Linked DNA regions of Mus musculus: region 2 is linked to region 1. A link is a contact called in public HiChIP or PLAC-seq data. All regions are on one chromosome and are shown on one strand. The core of a region is the stretch at or near the end of the contact, and the rest is flanking DNA. Distances in the headings are between cores, read along the strand shown. Region 1 holds the start of Timm44 (translocase of inner mitochondrial membrane 44). Region 2 has its middle 26 kb from the start of Zfp958.

Region 1 (5,287 bases), core at 2,494-4,993:
AGAAGATGGATGAACAAGCAGAGCCCAGACGATCACTGAAGACAGAGACTGTTTGATAATGATGATTATGGGGGCTGGTGAGATGGCTCAGTGGGTAAGAGCACCAGACTGCTCTTCTGAAGGTCCGAAGTTCAAATCCCAGCAACCACATGGTGGCTCACAACCATCCGTAATGAGATCTGATGCCCTCTTCTGGAGGGTCTGAAGACAGCTACAGTGTACTTACATATAATCAATAAATAAATCTTTAAAAAAAAAAAAAAAGAATTTGGGAGATAATGATGATTATGTAAGTGCCATGGCTTGTATGAAAACTTGAGAAGCGGGCTACAGGAATTGAAATCCTGAGGCTTGTATAGCAAGTACTTTGACCCACACATTCATCTTACTATTTATGTGGAGGAGCTTGTTTTGAGATAGGGTCTGGGATCTGGTCTTGAACTTGCTGTGTAGCTGAACTTCTGATATTCTTGCCCCACTTTCCAAGTGCTAGAGGTCACAGATACACACCATGATGCTTAGTCAGTGGGACTGTTCTGTGTTCTCTCTACAATAGGGACAAATCCTTATCTACCTTAGACTCTCACAGAATGTTTAACACAGCAATGAACCTGAATGTAGCCAGATTCAGACAGCAACAGTGTATCCACTCTGGTTCAACTGTAACATCGTCATCCACAATGACTAAAGGGAACCCGTGAACAGGAAAGGGGAGAAAGTGGCCAGGGAGACTGTACTTTTTGTGAAATTTTTATTAATTTTGTTTGTTCTTTAGGGGAATGTTGAGATAGGATCTCATTATGAAGCATTGGCTACGCTGGAACTCTCTATGTAGAGTAGACCAGGGTAGCTTAGAACTTAGAACTCCACCTGAGTGCAAGGATTAAAAACATGCACCATGGTGCCTAGTCTAATACATTTATTATGTACAGGATCTCATGTAGCCTAACTTAGCCTCTAACTTGCTAAGTAGCTAAAGATGACCATGAGTCCCTGATCCTCTTGCCTCTACTTTCAGAGTACTGGAATGAAAACTGTGGACCACTATGTCTAGTATATGGAACCTAAGGCTTTATGAACGCTGGGAAAGCACTCTAGCAATTGAGCCACATCTCCACCCCTTTTAATTTTCCTGTGAAGCTAAAACTGCTCTAAAAGATAGTCTGTCAAAAGTAAGATACCAAAGCAAGGCCACAAACTCACACTCACAAACATTCACACACTCACGAAACTGTAGGTGAGGCACACCTAAGACTGCAGCACTTAGGAAATGGAAGCAAGAGGACCAGGGCATCCTCAGCTACACAGGTGCTGGCCTGAGTTATACCAACCCTTATCTTTACAATGAAGAAAATGGTCAGTGGGAGTGGCCACGTGTGGCTGATGAATGGAAGGCTGGTTACAATGCCTGAAGGCCAACTGCCTCCCTATGTTTTATCAATCTACAACGGAAAGCAGCAGAGGGGAAGGAACCACGGGGAACTGCCCCACTCCTAAAATGGCTGTTCGAAGAACAGGATCAGGAAGAAGCTGAGGAGAGGCTCTGGCCAGCATGCAGACTTGAGGACTCAGTCACTGACACACTTACGGAAGTGTGGTCGAAGAATAGTGACCAAAACACAATGAGACCCAAGGTATGATGAAGTGACTCTATACCCATATTTAAATACCCATGCTTAGTGAGACACTCACAGACAGAGGCCAGAGAGGGAGAATGTAATCTGATGCAGGATACAGGAGGCCTTTTCTAGCCATCACAGCAAACTGTATGTGTAAAAGTGCCTTGTTGCTGACAAAACAGGAGGTAGAGCAAGCATATCCCAGGACATCCAGAAACAAGGCCTGCTGCTCTCTGTAATTGTGAATACCCGCAGCACACCACACTCCCTGAAGTGACGGTGCTGGCATGCCCCGCCCCCACCCTTTTTTCCCAGACCTCTGTTGGGTCTGCTTATTGGTATCCTGGGTCACTCACCAGTGTCAGCTCTCTTCCTGGCCGGCTTATCTGGTAGCTTGAACCATGGGGTAGGTTGTGGCTGGAGAGAAATTGGATTCCGCTGCCTAGGCACCTCTAATTGGTTAAGAAAAAGAGAAAGAGCCATTCAGAAAAGAGGGTAACTCTGAGGGTCACCATGAGTCATTTGCTGACCTTAACTTCATGCCTGTTGTAAGCTAATATGCAATCTTTGTAAAAATCCGAGAAGCCACTGTAATTAGGTAGAAAGAGAATATGTTGCATCAGCACCTCCAGGACCTAGTCCCACACCTGAAACTGGGGAGAACGTGGGTAGGTACCAGGAAACCACAAGAGCAGTATATTTGTGACAGTGTAACCCAATCTTTACTGAAGCCCACTCCACTTCTGCCTATCTCCAACAACTACAGAGGAGAACTTTCAAAGACAAACCAACAACTTCTTGGTGCAGGGAAAACTATGGAATAGACCTGTCATGCCCTGGTCAAAGGTTCTAAATACAGAGCCCCTCTGGGCAGAGAATCCAGTAACCTCATGAGAAAGACCCTTTTTGATCCTACCAAATGATGAACTCGTAGTTGTGTGCAGTTGAGTCCAGCACAGGTCCACTGAAACACAATGACCTAACAGAAGCACTTTTCATTTTACAAACTTTTCTTCTCCACTTTTTCCTAGCTATGTAATCACTGGTTAACATCCCAAACTCACATAGGTTGAGAAGTGAAGAGGATCAGGCTGTATCATTTATCACTGCACTGACTGCCAGGGTTGACTTGAATGATCTAGCTACTTGGTGTCATTTTCCCCCTTCCTTCCTTCCTTCCTTCCTTCCAGCTCCACGTGTGTTCTTCTCAAAGTTGCACATTTAGTCAAAGAGGATGATCTTTCTTTGGTCAAGCATATACCTGCTCTTCCCAGGTAGAACCTCCAAACAAGCTCTCAAGGTCCAAATGCATACCAGTATGGCTATAGTTACTGAAGTTTGCTCTTGGGATAACTTGTTTTACATTTCCCTTCCTCCTAATAATTGGCGATAGAATCATACTGAGCTGGGCTTTGGACCAGATCAGCAACCTACTAGCTCCGCGTCTGTGAGCAGATTGCTTAATCTAAGTTTCGCGTTCCTTAACCTAATGAGACTGGGTTAAACAATAGCAATATAAAGAACTATATTTATATTCTGAGTGTGTATTAACAGGACATTGACCTAAGTCAAGAGTTCTAGTTCTTATCCAGAGCAAGAACTACTTCCTGCACTTTCACGCTGATCATTAGAAGTGGAATTTAGGAAACACTCTCCGCTGAGGACTTGACATTCAAACGGGAACAGTGAATGTCACTTTAAAGAGCGAGAGAAAAAACCAAACTTTCATCAAGCTGTTTTCTCAATGGGGTATCATCTCCCCAGACACCAGGGACTCCCTCGTGCACGAGGGAACAGACCGACAGGTGAGAGGTGACCAGTTCCAGGGTAGCTTCGAGCATTGCCGCTGAATTCGGGGAAGAGGGGGTGGGGGATCAGTTCCCGCCCCAGGGCCTTCCTGCTACTTTCCCAAGCCTCGGCTGACCCAATGACCGAACCCTAACCCAACCGTGGAACCCATAAGAAAAAACGAGAGCGATCCGGGACTGAAGAGAAGGAGATCTTAAAAGCCGAGCGTCCAGACCCCTTATTTCTGCCCTACCAGCCCCGCACGTCTGCTCACCCGCGGACAGCGGCACCAGCCACCCCGCAGAGCTGCCGCCGCCATGTTGGAAGAGCCCGTGTGACCTTCCTGCGTCGCTCATCGATCGCGTCATCGGCTGCGCCGGCCTAGAACAGCACCAGCCTGGGAAAACCCGGGGGGAGGAGGAGGAGGGAGGTAGAGGAGAAAGAAACCCGATTGGTCTTCTGGGAGCCAAGTCTCTTATGCTTCAAGACATCAAGGATTCTGCGATCCAGCCTGGGAGGGGGCAGAGTTTAGGACAGGTAAGCCTCTTGTTGAGGCTCAGGGAGGAAAGCATTTTTGTGAGACCATCCGTGGTAAGGTGGGAACTACAAAAGGACAGAGGACTGGAGAGATGGCTCTGCAGTTAAGTCCACTGGCTGCTCTGGCAGAGAATTCGGATTCCGTTCTCGGCACGCACATGGTAGCTCACAACTGCCTATAACTCCAGATTCAGGGGATCCGAAACCCTCTTTTGACTTCCAAGGGTACCAGTCATGGAGGATAGACATACATGCTGCAAAACTCCTACCTATACACATAAAATTAAGATGATGCTAGGTGTGGTGGCGCACGCCTTTAATCCCAGGACTTGGGAGACAGAGGCAGGCGGATTTCTGAGTTCGAGGCCAGCCTGGTCTACAAAGTGAGTTCCAGTACAGCCAGGGCTACACAGAGAAACCCTGTCTCGAAAAACAAAAACAAACAAATTAAGATGACTACAAAAAGGCCTATTGGGGAGCATTCAGTACAGAATTGGGATAGCTCACATCTCAATGGTGGGTTTTTGTTGTTTTGTTTGACGGATTTTTTTTTTTTTTTGAGGGTCTCATGTAGTCCAGCAAGCAAAAGACTCATACACATAAAATAAAAAATTTATAAAAAGACTACAAAAGGGCAAAACCTTTGAAGTATTCAAACTGGTGCACAGATTGCCCCAAAACAAAGAAACAAAACTCCTATGGCTCAGTGTGTGTGTGTGTGTGTGTGTGTGTGTGTGTGTGTGTGTGTGTGTACTCTCCAGGCTGGCCTCCAATTTGTTATGTAGTTGAAGAAGACCTTGAACTTCTGATCCTCCTGCCTCCACCTCCCAAATGTTACTGATCACAGTTGTGCACCACAACAGAAGGTTTATGTACACTGCAGGGGATGGAACATAGAACCTGTGCATGCTAAACAAGCACCCTACCAAATGAGTCACAGCTCCACTCTGAGACAGGACAATGTTAGTGTTAGAGATAGGCATGTAGGTGGGTGAACTACAAAATATATATTTAACTGGAAACTAAACAAGGCTGATTAACTCTAGATACAGTTGACAATGACTGACAGTGCCTTGACCTGCCAGTTGCTCTCAGAGCAAGATTTTCAAACCACTTCTTCCTCTTCTCTCCTCCTCCTCCCCCTGAAATAAAGATTTATTAATTTACTTCATGTAATGTGGGCACACTGTTGCTATCTTCAGACACACCAGAAGGGGGCACTGGATCTCATTACAGATGGTTGTGAGCCACCATGTGGTTCCTGGGAATTGAACTCAGAAGCTCTGGAAGAGAAGTCGACGTTCTTAACCGCTGAGCCATCTCTCCAGCCCCTCAAACCTCTT
Region 2 (5,102 bases), core at 219-2,718, 310 kb after region 1:
AATCACTTAACTGTAATCCCCAAACAAAGACAGGAAATCAGCTGAGCAAACTCCACACTCTGCATCTCCATGTTGTCAAAGTGATCTTCAGATCTCCAACTCCTTTTTCATCTTTGTTTATTGCAACAAAGTTTTTATTTTTTTATTTATTTTATTTTTATTTTTTTTAATTTCTACTGGACTGGTCCCACTCCCTGTTAGTAGCTTTCTGCTTTCCTCAGCAGATAGCCCATGGCTCTGGCATATCAAACATCTTGGGGTATCCAAGGCAACTTCAATGTTACAGCTTCTTGTTTCAGTGTTTGGGATCCATAAATGATTTTCTGGGCTCCCCCAAAGGGCTTTTGTCACTTCTTCAGCTCTGCCATCTGTAGCACTCTAAGCTCATGTTGATCCACTCCACTGCTGCTGCTGTTCTTGGTGATCATCCCATGGCCCTGGCATCTCCAATACACTGTGCTCTTCCACTGCAACTAAGCTTCACCAATAGCCTTTCAAAGGCTCTCTTCATGGTGCCAAGCCTCAACTCCTTTGTATGACCTCTTCAGTCCTGGAGCATCAACTGCAATTAGGGCTGCACTTTCACCAATGGCCTTCCATGGCCTCTCACAGTGCCAAGCCTCAGCTACTCTCCATGACACCTTTATGCCTTCAAAACCAGTACCACCTGGGTGACTTACACATTATCAAGTACAGCTGCAGCACGAGGTACAACCTTGGCTATCTGTGGAACACAGCTTCTTTGTGCTCTCAGAATATACTTCCCAGAAGATTTCGCCTCAGTGATGCTGGTCTCTTCTTAATCACCACTAATTTCTTAGCTCCAGCTAACCAGCATCGATTGTCCCAGTAGTCTTTTCTATTCTGAACTCTAAAACCAGAGCCACATGGACAAACTTGCCAAATTCTGCTACTTGCTGGGGCTGGAACATGGCCTCCTTGTTCTATTACATTATCACTAGCTTTCATTTTTTCCAACTCCTTTACTGTCTAAGCTTGCTTGTCCTGGAACTTGCTCTGTAGCCTGACTTTGAATTCGAGAGATTTGCATGCCTGTTTCCTAAACACTGGGAATAGTGTGTGGTCTATCATGCTTGGATTTAAGCTTTTCTAAACCGAGAATTTGCTGTGTGCTAGGCTGGCCTTGAACTCAGAGATCTGTTTATCTTTATCTCCTGGGGTTGAGAGTGTGTACCACCATGCCTGGATCTAAAGGTAGCTGGGTAGAATCTTGCCCAAAAGTCCCACTCCCTTAATTCATTATCTCCTTGATCACAGGATTAAGCTCCACTTCACTACATGGTATCCCTTTAATTCTTGAACCATATATTTTATTTTTTCTTTCTCAACTTGGCTTTGCGTGTTTAAAATGCTCTTCATGAAACTGAACCAGAGAACTGTAGCTTCCCTGAGCCTTGAGCAGGCTGGCTCAGACCTGTTCTGCCACTGTGGACTAGACCACCTAGGGTGGAGTCTCCCGACCTAGATAGGTCTATTGTTCTGGCACCTGTGCACCTCTCCAAGACTCTGCTACCCGCTGAGAGGCTGAACCTGTCTTCCTAAGACATTCCGGAACAAGTGCTGACAGGCTGGGGACAAAGCAACAAGAGCCTGGCTTGGTGGGGGGTGGGCCTTCCCCCTTTATAAACTCAGACTCTTAAGTAAACTCTGGGGCCTTGATCAGTATCTTGTCTTGTCTCCTTATTTCCTTCCTTTTAGCTCCAGCCTCCCATTCAGGAACCATATAGCTGCAGGCAGCTACAGAGAACAAAGTCTTTGATGGGTGTTTCTGAGACTTCCTTTGTCAATGCAATTAATCTGAGTCTCTTCACCTTAGCCTCAGGCAGACTCTTCTGACAAGGGCAAAAAGTAGCCACATTCTTCACTAAAATACCACAAACACAGTCTTTAGGCCACACATTGGAATTATCCACTGAAACTTCTTGAGCCAGGTCCACTCAATTTAAATCATACTCAGTAACAAAGTCTTCCACATTCCTACTAGGATAGCCCATTATGCCCCATTTAAAGCATTCTACTGCTTTCCAAATCCAAAATTCCAAAACGTGCATTCTTCCAAACAAAAGCATGGTCGAACCTATTACAGCAATACCCTTCTCCAGGTGCCAACTTCTGTAATAGTCAGGGTTATCTAGAGTCATAGAATTTATGGAATGTCTCTCTGTATTGAGAAAATGCACTGTAATGACTTACAGTCTGTAGTCTAACCCAATAATGGGCAACTGTGAATGGGAAGTCCAAGAATCTAGTAGTTGCTCAGTCCCACGAGACTGGCTGTTTCAGCTGGTCTTCTGTAGAAATAGGTTTCAACAGATGTGCTGGCAAGTAAGTGCAAGAAGGCGAAAAACAAAAACAAAAACAAAAACTTCCTTTATTCAATGTCCATATGGTCTCTAGCAGAAGATGTGGCCCAAATTAGTGTGTATCACCATGCCTGAATCTGGGACTTGCTTTGTCCCAGGGTGATCTTGAACTCAAAGATCTCCTTGCCTCAGTTTCCTGGGATTAAACATATGTAGTACCTTGCTTGGCCCTAAGCTTTTCATGGCTGTCATGCCTCAAGATGTTCATGCCAAGATCCAGATCAGAAACTTATGTCTTCCGGCCTCAAGATCTGGATTGTAGTTCATTCCAGGTATAGACAAGTTGACAACCAGGAATAGCCACTACATATGTTTAAAGTCAAATCTTGTTGCACATTGTATAGATTTTAAACTATACCCAATGAGCAACTTATTAATCTTTAGGTAAAGAGTTTATCTAATCTCAATAATCTCTCTTTCTTTTTGTGTTCTATTTTGAGGGCAGAGTGCAAAGAAATCAGGTACACAAGATTTGTAAGAGTGGGGAAGTACAGCATAGAGAAAAGAGACTTGGAGAGCACAGAACAGAGCAAGTTTAGGTATAAGATATTTGGAAGTCATTTGTCTGTGGTAGTGAGAATTTGGAAATCAGGTGTACTAATTTGTAGCTTTTAAATGAGGCCAAGCTGTTGTAATAAAATCTGAGTCCATGAAGGAAGAGAGAATGCTTACCTTGGTTTGGGCTGGACTCAGAAAGCGAATAGTGCAGTCCAATTAGACAGGCAGTGAGAACCAGAGACGTGTGGAAGACACAGTGGGCTAAAGAGTCGGACTCTAGAGCTTGGAAGCCAATTCACAGATAAGTGATCCATCCATACCTCTGCAGCTGCAACAGGAACACGGGGAGAGGTAAGCAAGGCTCTGTCAAGGCAGGGGACTCGCTCAGGTTTGTGGTCTGAGGCCTTGGAGGCAAGGGTCTGCCATTGTGATCATCCTTGCTAGTAAGACCTGAACTGTAGCCACAGAGGGAGGGATGAGAGTGAAGTTCCCCCAAACCCAGACTTAAAGAGTTCAGGCCACTTGCCAGAAAAGAGGCAGAAAATTTCAGGATCACACAGGATGCTAAATTCTACAGTGCCCTCTAGTGGTCATTTGGACTAGTTACTGTGGCCAGGCCGCAGAACAAAGGAAAAATCCAGCGTTTGGGGCACCAGGTCTGAGAAATTTTCAGTTTGGATAAATTTTTGCAGCAGGCACCCCTGGGGCATCTGGAGATCGATTTTAGGTCTCTCTGTGTTCATTTTCCCCGCCTGTGCCTGGGGTCGCCCAGTGGGAATTGTGGTAGTCTGGCAAAGGATGTCTCTTAAGATCCACCCCCACCCAACAGAGACTCTGTTCTGGAATGGGCCTTTTGGATCCTGGACCCAAAAGAAGAACTAGTACTTAGGTGGCAGCTGGGAAAGATTACTCAACCCAATTTCAAAGTCGATTGTGTCAGGTAGAGAGGAGGATGAGAGGAGCAGTCCCTATGTGGCCAAGAACTGCTTGGCCCACTGTGTTGAAGGCCTAACATCCCTTGTAAGGCTGGACCCCAGTCACTCACTGCACAGACCCTTTCCCAGGGAGCAGGTCTGGATTACTGCAGAACTCTCAAGTGGATCAAGCAAGAACACTGCAATTAGTTAGGGTTCTCTAGAGTCACAGAAATTATGGAATGTCTCTATGTATTAAGGGAATTTATTGTATTGACTTGATTTGGTTCAACTAACCCAAAAAATGGGCAGGTGTGAACAGGAAGTCCAAAAATCTAGCGGTTGCTCAGTCCCACGAAGGTAGTTGTTTTATCTGGTCCAACAGATGTGCAAGCAATAGAAAAGTCTTTCTCCTTCCAATGCCTTTATATAGACCTCCAGCAGAAAGTGTGGCCTAGTTTAAAACTGTGTACAATCATGCCTGGATCTGGAACTTGCTTTGTCTCAGGCTGGCCTTGAACTCAGACATCTTCTTGCCTCAATCTCCTGGGATTAAAGGCAGATACTAACTTGCCTAGGTCTAAGCTTTTCATGGTCACTCTGCCTCAAGATCTCCATGTCAAGATCTGGGAAAAAAAAAAAAAAAAAAGTCCAGTGAAAGGCCCAAAGTGGGATCCAGCTCAAACAGGAGGTCCCAAGGCCTGACACTATTACTGAGGCTATGGAGCATTCACAAAAAGGTACCTACCATGTCTGCCTTCCGAAAGACCCAACAAGCAGCTGAAGAGTCAGATACAGTTATTTGCACCCAACCAATGGACAGACGCAGCTGATCCCTGTTGCTGAATTAGGGGAGGCTGAAAGATGCTGAGAAGGGCTATCCTGAAGGAGGACCAGCAGTCTCAATTAATCTGGATTCCTAAGATCTCTCAAACATTGGACCACCAAACAGGCAGCATACACCAGCTGGTATGAGGCCCCCAACACACACATACAGTACAGAACTTCTGGGTCTGTGTTCATTCAGAGATGCTGCACCTAACCCTCAAGAAACTGGAGATCCCAGGGAGTTTAAAGGTCAGGTGGAGTGGGGTGTGGGTACAACGATGTGGAGACAGGTAGGTGGGAGGAGGTATGGGATGTGGAACAGTCGCTAGAGGGTAGATTCGGGGGATAGGGTGGGGGTAGGGAATAAAATACGGAGTGTAAAAAAATTACTACTACTACTACTACTACTACTACTACTACTACTACTACTAAAAGATCTGGGCCAGAAGTCTGTGTCTTTCAGCCTCAAGATCTGGAT

What was found. HiChIP or PLAC-seq counts read pairs in DNA pulled down with a chosen protein or histone mark.
Region 2: an H3K4me3 HiChIP or PLAC-seq map of embryonic stem cells shows a contact between it and region 1, with 4 times the contacts expected there. The contact joins the enhancer-like site here to the promoter of Timm44 in region 1. A contact is called at or near these places in 6 of 39 promoter capture datasets (the 3T3-L1 cell line, 3T3-L1-derived adipocytes, the C10 cell line and 3 more), 8 of 484 Hi-C or Micro-C datasets (cochlea, cortical neurons, embryonic stem cells and 3 more), 11 of 115 datasets of contacts at active chromatin or transcription factors (cardiomyocytes, craniofacial prominence, embryonic basal ganglia and 4 more) and 2 of 9 other capture datasets (adipose tissue and liver).

The regions. Positions count from the first base shown.
Region 1 is chr8:4,272,162-4,277,448 of GRCm38.p6, forward strand. It overlaps Timm44 (translocase of inner mitochondrial membrane 44), which reads right to left and starts at 3,744. Exons shown (of 13, transcript NM_011592.2): 1 at 3,682-3,744; 2 at 1,976-2,071. The coding sequence starts at 3,726.
Region 2 is chr8:4,585,028-4,590,129 of GRCm38.p6, forward strand. No RefSeq gene overlaps it. Among named protein-coding and RNA genes, the nearest start is that of Zfp958, 26 kb to the right of the region's middle. Within about 2 kb of position 1,469, at least 28 of the 459 cell types and tissues checked have an H3K27ac peak or open chromatin away from gene starts, as enhancers often do. A contact at or near this core is called in embryonic stem cells, epiblast stem cells and stem cell-derived epiblast-like cells, where this site is marked.